2 separate regions of the Zea mays genome follow, and region 1 is linked to region 2. The links are chromatin contacts, called in public Hi-C maps. All regions are on one chromosome and are shown on one strand. The core of a region is the stretch at or near the end of the contact, and the rest is flanking DNA. Distances in the headings are between cores, read along the strand shown. Region 1 holds the start of LOC100501868 (16S rRNA processing protein RimM family). Region 2 holds the start of LOC103630734 (probable E3 ubiquitin-protein ligase ZFP1).

Region 1 (6,037 bases), core at 1,768-4,267, 280 kb before region 2:
AAAATTACAATTAACAACAATGACAAAGAATGCATACCTTCATTAATTCACTAAAAGAATTGAGCAAACTCAGAAACTCAGTATCAGAGTCAGAGCCGTTTCTAACAAGCACAATAGCTGCTTTGGACTTCAAAAGAATGTCAAGTCCATTTTTAAATTCAGTACTGAATGCATGTTCAGCTTTGTCCCCAAGGTTGATGAGAGTCTTGTATGGTATTTTGATCACTTTTTTCCTTGACAGTGAAGAGTTAGCGAGCAAATTCATTGAAGAGCTGAAATTGACAAGTTTGAAGAGCAAATATGAGAGCTTTTAAAAAATGACTAAACGGTGCTCTTCCACCAAAAGCAAACAAAGTGTGATTTCTATATCTGGCATTTGGGTAGTGTCAACATGTGTATATAGTAAAAGCACAGTGAATAAACCTATTGTTCTATCTTTTTAAGAAGTCTTTGGTGGGATATTGAATAAAGGGTGTTACCTCTCAATCTGCTTGCTAACACAATGTACTGCATGTCGGAACAATTGAAAGTCAATGCTCCCAATCTGCTCTGCAAGTGATGCCTTTTGGACCTTGTCCCCTGATACCAAACCTTCCAGAACATGGACTTGGTCCATTTCGGAGAGTACCTTCTTTCCTGCAATTACACGACGTTGAAACCTTTTCCTGTCCTTCCACTCCTGCAACAATCAAATCTGGGTCATGAATTATTAAAAATAAATAACAGAGTATAAACCATCAAACACCAAATATCACATTGCTTTTTGTTAGGACCTGAAGCACGGAAGTTAATGGTATAATTTGATTTGTTATAATACATGCAATATAATATCTACAATCTTCAGCCAGGACATCTGCTGCTATCAACATTTCAGTACTATGGACCTGACACATTCTTTATTTCTTTTAAGATGCAAATCATGGCTGTAGATGCGAGCATGGATGCCAGAAAAGGATGATGCAGACCTAACCATCGCACGCCTTTCTTTCTTCGATCTCTTGTCAGAACGAGAATTGAGCTCAAGTAACCCCTTCGGAGGTGTAATCCGCATTTCTCTGCTTGCCATATCAACATCAGGTACAATATCTTCAGCAAATGGAATCCACACATGCTCACGTGATGAAATTGAATCTTGATTTTCTGAATCTGGATCAACAGCAGTACCCTCAGAAGAGCCCATTATCACCTGTAGAAGATCTCCACCTCCGAAATTGAAAACCTGACCAACTGTTCCTACGAGCTTGCCTGTATCCTGTGGACTAATTTCAGTTACTAAACTTGATGACAATTGACAATACTTCCATGGGAAATAAGTAGTATAGTGTGTTTCTCGCCAAAAAAAGTAGGTTATTATGTGTGCATTTTTTGGCCGTGTTGTTTACTACTACACTTGCTGGGGGTGGACAAAACGGTTTTGAAAAGGTATCGAACGAAGGTCATAACGGCTGTGTCTACTTTTAGGGAGTGGAGGGAGTTATTTTAAAACACAAATGATTCTTATGTCTTAACCAAGTATTTACAGTGGCATGGACCAAAACCATGACTGGACAAGTAGCATAGACGAAAATTCTCCTTATCAAGAAGTATAAAAGTGCATGGGACATGCCTTTTAAAACTGCCTACATCACATCGTAATTTTGTAACTGAAACCAACCAATGAAGCGACATTGCTGCAATATCTTGAAAAATACAACAAAGATGTAAGTACCTTGACAATAACTCTCATTCCAACAAGGTCAAGTGAATAGAATTCATCATCCTCAATTTCTGGTCTATCTCGAGCTTTCACAAGTACAGCTGAACCAACTATTTGCCTAGCCTGAAAAGAGAAGGGCAAATGGATTACATCAGAAAACGAAGAGTAAAGTTGGGTAGTTTGAGCGGAATTACTCTTACAGTCAAGCCAGTCATAGAATTAGGCCCTGTTTGGAAGCAACCTAGTTTTTAAGAGACCACTTTTATCTTTTAGCTAGGAGAGTCCAGCTTCTTGGTTTTTAAGAAACTGAGAATCTAATTTCTATAAACTGAGTTCTAAACTGATATGTTTGGAAGCACCTCAATTTCTATAAACCAGATTCTTAAAAATTGAGTGCTTCCAAATAGGGTCTTAGACGGCCAGCTGTTACCATCTGTGACTGTACATCTCATATGCAGACGGAGAGGAACAGAAACAGTACAACAAAGAATTTTACATTAAGTAAAGGATTCCCATCAATCTTCCACTAAATAACTGCTCATTCTAGAAACTAAGCAAGACTGCGTACTACACTACCACTTAGACTAGTTGAGGGATAAGATTAACTGGCAAAATGCAAATGACTGCAGGGGAATGCAAAGCAGGCAGACCTCGTCCAGGTTGTTGACGCCATCAAAGCTGACGATCCAACTCTTCTTCCCCGTGTGCGCCCTTCCCCGAACAAGCTCGAATTCCCTGACCTGCTGCTTGCCAGCAGCTCGAGCCCTCAGCCATCTCGTCCCCGGCTGTCAGAACAAACAAACAGATAAACGAGAAACGCCAGCCAATTAGTAGCAATCGCCATTGACGGGGTGTCCACAGCCAATCGAGGTTGGTGTTACCGTGGCAAGGCGGAGCTCCGGAAAGTCGGTGCGTGGCGTGACGAGGACGTCGCCGCGCACCCCGTGCGCGCCTGACACGTATCCCACCTCGACCAGCTCCTCGTTCTCCCCGTCGTACCCCTGTTCCTCCTCATCCTCGAATTCCTGTTGCTCATCCTCCTCATAGAAACCACTTTCATCCTCCTCCTCCTCCCGGGCGTCACTGAGGCTGGATAGGAGCGTGGCGCCAGGCCGGGTCGGCGCGAGCGCGACGCGGCGCCGGGTGAGGAGGCGAGCGTTGGGCGCGGGGAGCAAGTGGGAGCGGTGACAGGAGAGAGGGACGGTGAGGGGGAGGGATAGCGGCCGCGCCGATGCAGAGGTAGGAGGCGCCATTTCGCGGCTCGGAGAGCGACGAGCCGACGAGAGGAACGCGAGACGGAATTGGATAGGAGGATCCAGACCGTAAGGCTGGCTCCAACAAGACCCTCTAAAGGGTTCTGTACCCTAAATTTAGAGGACGGGGACGTCCTCTACTCCCTCCAGCAACGTCCTCTAAACGGTTCTCTAAATTTAGAGAACGCTGCTGGATCCTCTATATGTAGAGTTTCTCTAAACGGTTCTCTATCTATTTGAATACTTTAAACAACCGGTTTAATAAAACTAAAATATGTACAATACATTTGAGAGTGTGACAAATACGTATGTACAAAAATTAAAAAATTAAAAATATGTTTAATATAGGTATTTACATATAGAGGACGTGATTTAGAGGACGTTGTTGGAGAGAAAGTAGATATAGGAGATGGAATCTTTTAGAGAAGACTGTAAAGGACGGATATAGAGGATGTATATAGAGGACGTTGCTGGAGACAGTCTAAGGCACTACGGGAGACTGAAATATCTGCAAATAGGTTTTAGCACGCGGCCCGTGGGCTGCTACGTGCACGTGCCTTGACTGGTGATTGGGCTGGGCCGGGACGCTGGGCTGCAGGTTTTAGGTGGGCTACCTGTTTTCCGGGAGAGAAAAACGACCTTTTCAAAGGACTGATTTATAGTTTGATTTTCTTGCCTAGTTGCCTCTCGTATGTACATCAATTGATGAACATTTCTATATATTAAACCAGGGAGCAAAGAAACGTATCTAGAGTATCCATGTAGGCTTTTAAATCTCTTCCGTATGATCGACATCCAACGATGCGACTGAGCCTCCAAAGTCAAGACTGTTATACTTTCGGGGACTCGCGAGCCTTCGAGAGTCCAGAAAGAAACGAATGGATGCAAAAGAAACACCATCCACAACCGCTGCCAAACGCTTCGTCTCTCTTATTTCTCTGTATCCGCTAGCCGCTACCAAAGGCTTCCACTCTGCCTTCCGCCGCGTGCTCTTATTTCTCTGTATCCGCTAGCCGCTACCAGAGGCTTCCAGACGGCGAATAAATCAGCCGGCTCGCGACTGCAAAAGCTGAGTAACCACGCCGCCGCCCCCAGTTTGGCCGTGGCCGTCTCCGTGGCCGCGTATCCATCCTCGTTCCGGCTCCCCGCTCCACCGCTGCGACCTTCGAGTCTCGCTGTCTTCGCGACTGTGCGTCTTCGCACTGCACTGTCGCGTCCTTCAAGATCCCGACTCCACCGCTCTAGGCTCCGGCGTTAACAACAGCGAGTTGTCGCTACTCCATGCCGCGTCCGTCAGGTACAAATCTATTTTCCCTAAACATAGCATCGTACAACCGAGTGTCCTGGCTATTAGGGTTCACAAATACATAAATGTCTTTTCCCCATCAGATCTTAGTCTATCTGCTTGCACTTGAGTGTCCTCACTATTAGGGTTTGCAAATACATGTCTTTTATCCAACGGATGTCTGTCTATTTGCTCGCACTTGGTAACTTCCCGTTCTGCAATACTACTGGTGCTTCCTCCGAGGTTTTAGCACCAAACACAAATGACACACAGGATCTAAACTAACCTGCACGGGAATCGTAGCACGCGCAAATTAAAGCATTTATAGCGGAGATCGAGTATTTGTATGTTTATTGATTTATTTGCACAGGCTAGACGTCCATTTTTTTAATCTATGATACCTTATCATTGCATTCACTGCTTACTGTTTTGTTACTTTCAATTTATAGAAAATCTTTATCTTTGGTTTGGAAAAAGGAAGGGCTTCATTAAGTTCTACATATCTGGCCAGGGAGAAAACCTGCTTCATCAAGATACATTTCATTATAGAATCCTTTTCATAAACAGTGTGCTTTACTATCTATTGCTTTGTACATTTACTCTAAACATTTTGTATGCTTGCATTTGGTAACTTCCCAATGCAAGTATTGGTCATCCGTTTAATTACATTTCCCAAATACATATGTCTATCTGCTCTCGCTATTAGCTTGCTGCTATGTCATTATTAATATAATTTGATACAAAATTATAACTTGGGTGTGTAGTGGTACTGATCTTTTCCCCATCCTGCCTACTTCACCATATAATCGAATGTGCATTTACTGCTTACAGTAAATTATAATCTTAGGTTTGGAAGCACGAGCTTCATAAAATTCTACATATTCGCTCAGGGAAATAAAATCTGTTTCATCAAGAAATATTTAATTATACATTCCATTTCCTAATAGTGTCCTCCGATATAACTTTTTCCCATTAGTGGTACTATTACGTATTTCTTCTTTGCATAACTATCCATTGCTTTGCACATTTACTCTAAACATTATGTGTGCTTACTGCATTACCTCTAAACAATACGTTCGTTTTTTAATCTATAGTACCTTATCACATATATGTCCATGCATTGACTGCTAACTGTTTTGTTAGTTTCAATTTATAGAAAATCCTTATCTTTGGTTTGGAAAAAGGAAGGGCTTCATTAACTTCTACATATCTGGTCAGGGAAAAAACCTGCTTCATCAAGGTACATTTCATTATAGAATCCTTTTCATAAATAGTGTGCTTTACTATCTATTGCTTTGTACATTTACTCTAAACATTCTGTGTGCTTGCTGCATTACCACTGGATAAGGCATTCATTTTTTGAATGTATAGTACAGATTTGTCCATGGATTTACGGCTCACAGCTTTGCTAATTTCAATATACAGTAAATCCTTATATTTGGTTTGGGAAAAAAGATAGAGAGCTGCATTAGCTTCTACATATCTGGTCAAAGAAAAAAATGCTTGATCAAGTTACATTTCATTATATAATCCTTTTCCATAAACAGTGTGGTTTACTTAAATGAATATTCAGTTATTATGATCCTTTGCTTAGTAATTTGTTATGTTTTTACAAATTCACATTAAATCCTAATCATTGGATAGGAAACACGACCTTAGCTAACTTCTAAATATTTGCTCGGAATACATTAGCACAAATTTTTATATGCATTTGCTACTACTGTAAGCTTATTAACAAACTAAATATACAAATAAAAGAGAAAATAGACATAAACTACATAGGTACAACTAGAAAACTACTCT
Region 2 (6,094 bases), core at 350-2,849:
TGTTATATGGATATATGATTGCAAGCGCAACAACCCTACCAAACTCTTGTTGGCTAGTGTTGTAAACTCATTTGCAGAATGCATTGTCTTCCAGTGCAATATAGCAGGTAGGAAAAACCCTTTCCCCCTCAACAGACCCTAAAAAGGCCCAACAAAAAACTACCAAGATCCACAACACTAGCAACTGAAAAACTTCATACCCAAGTAGCAAATAACTGAAAACACTTGATTCTAAAATTGAAACAAAGAACGTGCTCTAACTAAATTCTTCAAACCAAACCTAAGCTCAGATACAACATTCAAAGTCCAAACCATTCCCTGATCATTAAAACCAAGTATCATTGCTAAGCAGCAATGAACACGACAGCAGGGCGGCACAGCTATCTCCTGTCCACATTCAACTAAGGGCTAGTTTGGAAGTACAAAAACCGGAGGGGATAAATATTCAATTTTCAATAAGAAGGGGATTTTAGCCCCTCTAATCCCCTCCGGTTTTGTTTTGTGGCTCCCAAATTAGCACTAAGGGTCTGCCATTCCCACGTGAAGTTATCCGGGGACTACCTAAAGCCTATGGGCGTGTTCGGCTGGCTACAAGCCGACACTGTTGCAGCTGTTTGGACTGCTGCAGCTGCAATCCATAGAGAGAAAAATACTGTAGAAGCCGCAGCCGCAGCCGGATTGCAGCCGCAGCAAGCCGCAGCGAACAAGCTGTATGCTGACCGTGGTTAGTAGAGTCTCAATCTGTACAACCATCCCAATCGAAGAAGAAGAAGAAAAAAAATACTACGCCGCACAAATTTTAAACGATATACGTCGACACCGCAAGTCCGAGTCCGCTGCTGCATGCATCACCAACAATGTTGACTCCGAGCTCCACACCACAGTACATCCCTGAACCATGAAGTTAGCTTGGCTCGCTGCGTATCGAACCGAGCCGAAGCACGCAGTTGCAGCACAGAATCCTTGTGGGACAAAAACAAAAACAAAAACCGTGCACCGACGGGACAAGCAAAATCCCTTCCTTCCTGCAGCTTCCCGCGACGGGCGCGGTCTGCAGCAGGAATGCCCCAACCAAACGCGACGCGCCCGAGGGCGTTCGAACGAGACCCCTCACACACTCACAGACAGGTCCTCGCAGCTGGCCGAACGCCCAATCGCGGCCCGAATCGGGGCGCCCGGGGACCCGATTCCTTCCCCGCCCCGCCCCGCGCCCCCGCGCGCGCGCAGACACAGTCGCACGGACGGGACACGGCGAGCTGGTCCGCAGCCCAGACAATTCGACGAGGAAGGTGGGGAACGAGGCGATTCGGGAAGCATCACCTCGGGACGGGACCGCGATCGGCGAGGGAGCTGGCTGTAGGAATCCGCGCCGGGGGGGGAGGAGAAGGGAGGGGAGGGGAGAGAAGCCTCGCGCTCGAGCGAGGGGGGAGGGGGGATGGAACGGAATCGGTTGGTGGAGGCGGTGGTATCCGGTGGGGGTGGGGGGGATCGGTCGACCGGCGGAAGGGTGCGACGGTACGGGTGGGTCGCGTACTTATAAGCGCGAGGAGCTTTTCGGGGACGGACGGAAGGAGAGGAAAAAATAGACCAGGAGGAGGAGGAGGAGGGCTGTCCTGTCTCAGTCTCACGCTTTTTTAATGGGTTTCTTTTTACTGTACTGTTTTGTTTGGACAAGGGGGTTGAGAAAAAAAAAAAGAGGGTGCGGTGTGATTCAAATCGCGTGCTCACGTTTTCCGTCTCGGGCCGCTTTTGCATCGGGGCCTCGGACAGCGCGGCTGCCAGTGCCATGCCATGCCCATGCCCATGCCGTCTTTTTTTAGCGCTGGCCGTGCTTATCTGTTCGTCTCTTCTGCTATTTATGCGTCAAACCAGCATATCCTTATCCTCCCAACCAATCTCTGTGTGCTCGTCGTGTCGTGTCACGTTGGCTCCTAAAACGAGCTACGGCGACGAAGCTTTCGGGAAAGAAGAGTACGTCTCCTTCTCGTGTGTGCTTTCAGAGAAGAGAAGGAGTCGCGGTGATCGTTTTTCCTTGGATCCGTTGTTGGCTGGCTCCTCATCCACTACAAGACTCCACTCTGCCTATCCTCTGCAAGTGGCTGCTGTGCAAACGCTACGCTTTACCACAGCTCGCCGATCGTTCGCTCTGTGCTGTCGTCCCCGTCGCCCGCGGCCAGTGCCCACGTCATGTCACTTTTACACCTGACCTTAGCGTGCCGCGCCGGCGCGGCGGATGGCGACAGTACATACAACTATACAAGCCTGTGTTGGTGGGCGCCGGCAGCCAGCAGAGTCTGGCGGCGCCGTGGCCACGCAACGCAACGGCTCTCGTGCGGCACATGGCCCGCGCCGCGCCCCCGATGGCTTTCTTTGGTCACGCGGCTTCGTCGCAGCCCCGGTGTGGCTGTGGTCTCGGCGCCTGGTTTCGCGGCGGCTGCGAGGAGACGACCACCGAGGACCAGGGTCCAGGGCCAGGGCCGCGCGCCGTTCACGTGCTCTATACTAGGTCCTCTCATCTCCGTCCTCGCCGCGGCTCCGACCGAGTAGCACTGCCTGGCGCGCTGCTCTTTTTTTTTCACCTGAGGCTACGTGATGGATTAGCTGAGACGGTAGAACCGTAGAGCAAAATGGAACATGAGAGTTTCAGACAGAGTATGGATGGATCGAGTTTACGGAATAAAAAAGAAACTATTGTCCGAAGGAGGATCTGATCCCTCGAGCAGGATATTCCCGAGGGAGATGCCAGGTGAGGGAATCTTCTTTTGTGAACGAGCTCGAGCGGATCTAAGGGCGAAAGGATTTCTACTTTCCCCCACCACTGTGGTTAGGGTTCAGGTTTTCTTCACGAAGGTTAGTTTGGGCAACCCCATTCTCCTAAATAATTTCTATTTTCTTAACGTAAATTCGTTTATTTTTCTTTGAAAAATGAAAATCTTCTGGAAGAATAGGGTTCCCAAACTAGCATAAAATCCGATGTTCTAAATCGTCAGCTCTTAAAACCGTTTAGAGATGATGCAAGTGCCCGCAGCTCAAAACTGTTTTAATTATCTTCCTACCTCAGTAGGGCTTTCGAACGGTTTTATTCTTTTCCACTTCCTCCGTGACTCTATTATAAACTATAGCATATTTTAAAAAAAATTAGACCCTCTCCATATTATATACAGATATAATGTATATTTAAATACAAAGTCAAAACCTACGTACTATATATAGAACCAGAAACGTAACCTGAAAGGCTGAAACGTCTCGAGGGAATGCTCTAAAAAAATCCACCTCTGACATGATCTTTTTTTTTCCAGCGAGTCGGGCTACACCGTGCAAAGTCAACTGTCCGTGGGTTTTGGTTTTCTACTCGGGCTACACACGTGCACAAATCACGAGTCAAATGAAGTTTGTTTAAGGCGCATATGTGATCTCACAGGATTGACACCGACAACATGCAGCGATATTGAAACAAGGATACCGCCATTGCCATTCCCTTCCATGTCATGGCCCTAACAGGACGAGCAGCCCTATTTTAAACTTCACTCGAAGTGAAACAATGCAAAACTAGAAACCACAGATTGCCATGAACCCAAGACAAAAGACAGCTCAAACTGAATAGAACCTGCTCCGTGCTACTGCACATAGTACAATGACGGCAGCCCAAGCACTGTCTAGGAGCATTGAGCAAAAATGAGAAGAGGGAAAACAAGAAATCCGCCATGGAACAGCATAACACACGACTGAAAGCCAGATGGCAAATCTAGTGACAAACCACAACTGACATCATCATAAGCTAATAGCACACCACAAAAGATTTGACACCAATTGTCAAAATAACATAATAGCAAAGGATCCGACACAACACAGATGGAAACAAATGATGTCTGGTTTAACCATAAAATGAACCGAGGAATCCTGATCTTAAAAGGTTTTACTTAGCCATGCAGAATGCAATCCACACAAGCATACTTAGAATATAGCGATGAGAGCCGGAGCTAAGCAACAAGTCCGGCAAACAGTAGCCACGGAGAGCTCACTGTTTTCCCTCCCGTTCACGGTTCCACTGCTCAATCTTGGCCCTTCGCTCCTCGCTGCTTTCCCTGACTGGGCTCCTTGCACGCCTTGAGGGGCTACCATGCCTGCGCCTTCCTCCATCATCATACCTGTCATGTCTGCCGCCTCTGCCTGCTCCATCATCATACCTGCCATGCCTGCCACCTCTGCCTGCTCCGTCATCGTACCTGTCATACCTGCTACCTCTTCCCCTTCCACCACCGCCGCCACCACGGTAGTCATCACGGTCACGGTGGTGGTAGTCATCACGGTCACGGTGGCCCCTCCTTTGTGGTGGCGGGCTTCGGCTTCGGCTTCTCCCATGGTACCTCCTGGAAGCAGAACGCCCATACAGCTTCCTCCTGAGATCCCTGCCAATTTGCTTCACATGCATGAAATTACAGTAGCCACCACGGTTGCAGCTGTTCTCCTCAAACTGCCTACAGGTTGCTTCACGGAAGTCGGTCACAGGAGAATACTCAACAATTATAGGGCGGCCAGAGTAAAAGCGCCCCTGAAGAGCATTGTATGCTGCGGCTGCTTGCTCTTCCTCCCTGAACTGGACATAGACATTCCCAATCATGTGGTCAGCAAGGTTATCACAAACATTCAGATTCTCAATCTCACCAAACTTCCCCAACTCCTCATAGATGTCCTCATAGAAGTCCTCAAAATGCTCCTGCATCTTCTCAGGGTCAATAGGTTGGCCTTGAGCATCAACTCCAGGGGTTATCATATCAGGGCGCTGATACATGTTAGCAAGCACAAGAGTTGGTGATATAGTTGGCCTGTTGTGCAGACGAGAGCAGCGATCCCCATGACGACAGGCCCCAATCTTGAAGTAAAAAGGGCAGTTGACCCTGTCCTTCTCAGTGCCGAAGATCGAAGCCAAGTGCTCCGCCATGATTCAACCCGCAGACCGGCAACCTTCAAGCACAAAGAAGAATAGTATCAAAAACCATGTTCAATACAAGGTGAGATAGAGGGGATAATGATATAAACTCATGGTTTGTTATCTAGAACCATGGGGATCAAGGAATACCTCAATAAAGGTCCTCAGTGTGCAAGGCTAAGTAGACAAAAACGAACAAAAGCAGCTAAAACAAATCAGGGTTCACAGCATGTGTATCTTATAGGATCACCAAGTAATAATCCTGCAAGTTTACCCCCTGTACAGCCACGTGTGTAAATGGAAAATTCTACAGCTCAGGCTCTGGCAATAAAATCTTAATCGCAATCCCTTTTTAAGACCTAATCTGCACACTTACTCAAAAGGTTAAATATTAGGAGAAGTGAACAGAAAAACCAAAATAACTGTGTCATCAGGGCAAGTTCTTGCTCCTAGTAACTGATACTACACTTTTTACCTATATAATAATTAATAAATCTGCAAGTTAATTCCCAAAAATCACCTAAATTTAAACAGCGTGAAAGTCTCTCTCCACTATTATTGTTAGGAGTGTTTGCTGCAGCTAGCTGCAGTTGCCACTCCAACTTCTTTTTTTTACGAAGGGGCGAAGCCCCCTATTTCATTAAGAAATAGGAAAGTTTGAAACAACTGCACTCACGCGACCAACAATCCAAAAGGAATGATCAAGGTCAGATCTCTATCTAGACTATCTAGACTCCTAACACTATCAAACTAGATCAGTGGAGGGCCTAGAATAACAGATAAAGTTTGACCTAAGCTGCAAATACTATAAGAAGCCTGCTGCATCTGCTGCGGCTGTGCTTCTAGCTGCAGTGAACATGCCTTAGTTTTCTCCCCTGCAACTGCATATAATAAACCAAATAACACTGCAGAGAGAGATAGAGACAGCTGTTCGCCTGTCGCACAAAGGGTGTTCCTTCTGGTGTAGGCCTTGTATTATCCGCCCGACAAATTTTTTTGATTTTAACCTAAGCTGCACACCATTTTAGATTATTAATATCTGATAGAAACGAAACAAACAACCGAAATCGCAGTTAAAGCTACCACCAAGAGAAGGCAAAATCCATTAGTAGACTAATATAGCTGACAATATACCCAGTAATCTGGCAAAATATGTCACCAACC

What was found. A called contact is a pair of places that touch in the nucleus more often than the background predicts.
Region 1: a contact with region 2 is called in a Hi-C map of leaf, with 7 times the contacts expected there. The contact joins the promoter of LOC100501868 here to the promoter of LOC103630734 in region 2. A contact is called at or near these places in 2 of 25 Hi-C or Micro-C datasets (ear and leaf).

What each region holds. Positions count from the first base shown.
Region 1 is chr6:176,314,196-176,320,232 of Zm-B73-REFERENCE-NAM-5.0, reverse strand. LOC100501868 (16S rRNA processing protein RimM family) reads right to left here and starts at 3,017. Exons shown (of 9, transcript NM_001196509.1): 1 at 2,578-3,017; 2 at 2,347-2,481; 3 at 1,709-1,819; 4 at 971-1,252; 5 at 480-679; 6 at 38-272. The coding sequence starts at 2,949.
Region 2 is chr6:176,029,732-176,035,825 of Zm-B73-REFERENCE-NAM-5.0, reverse strand. It overlaps LOC103630734 (probable E3 ubiquitin-protein ligase ZFP1), which reads right to left and starts at 1,599. Exons shown (of 6, transcript XM_008651779.3): 1 at 1,321-1,599. LOC100191858 (splicing factor U2af subunit) reads right to left here. Exons shown (of 2, transcript NM_001137282.1): 2 at 3,691-4,965. The coding sequence starts at 4,942. The coding sequence ends at 4,019.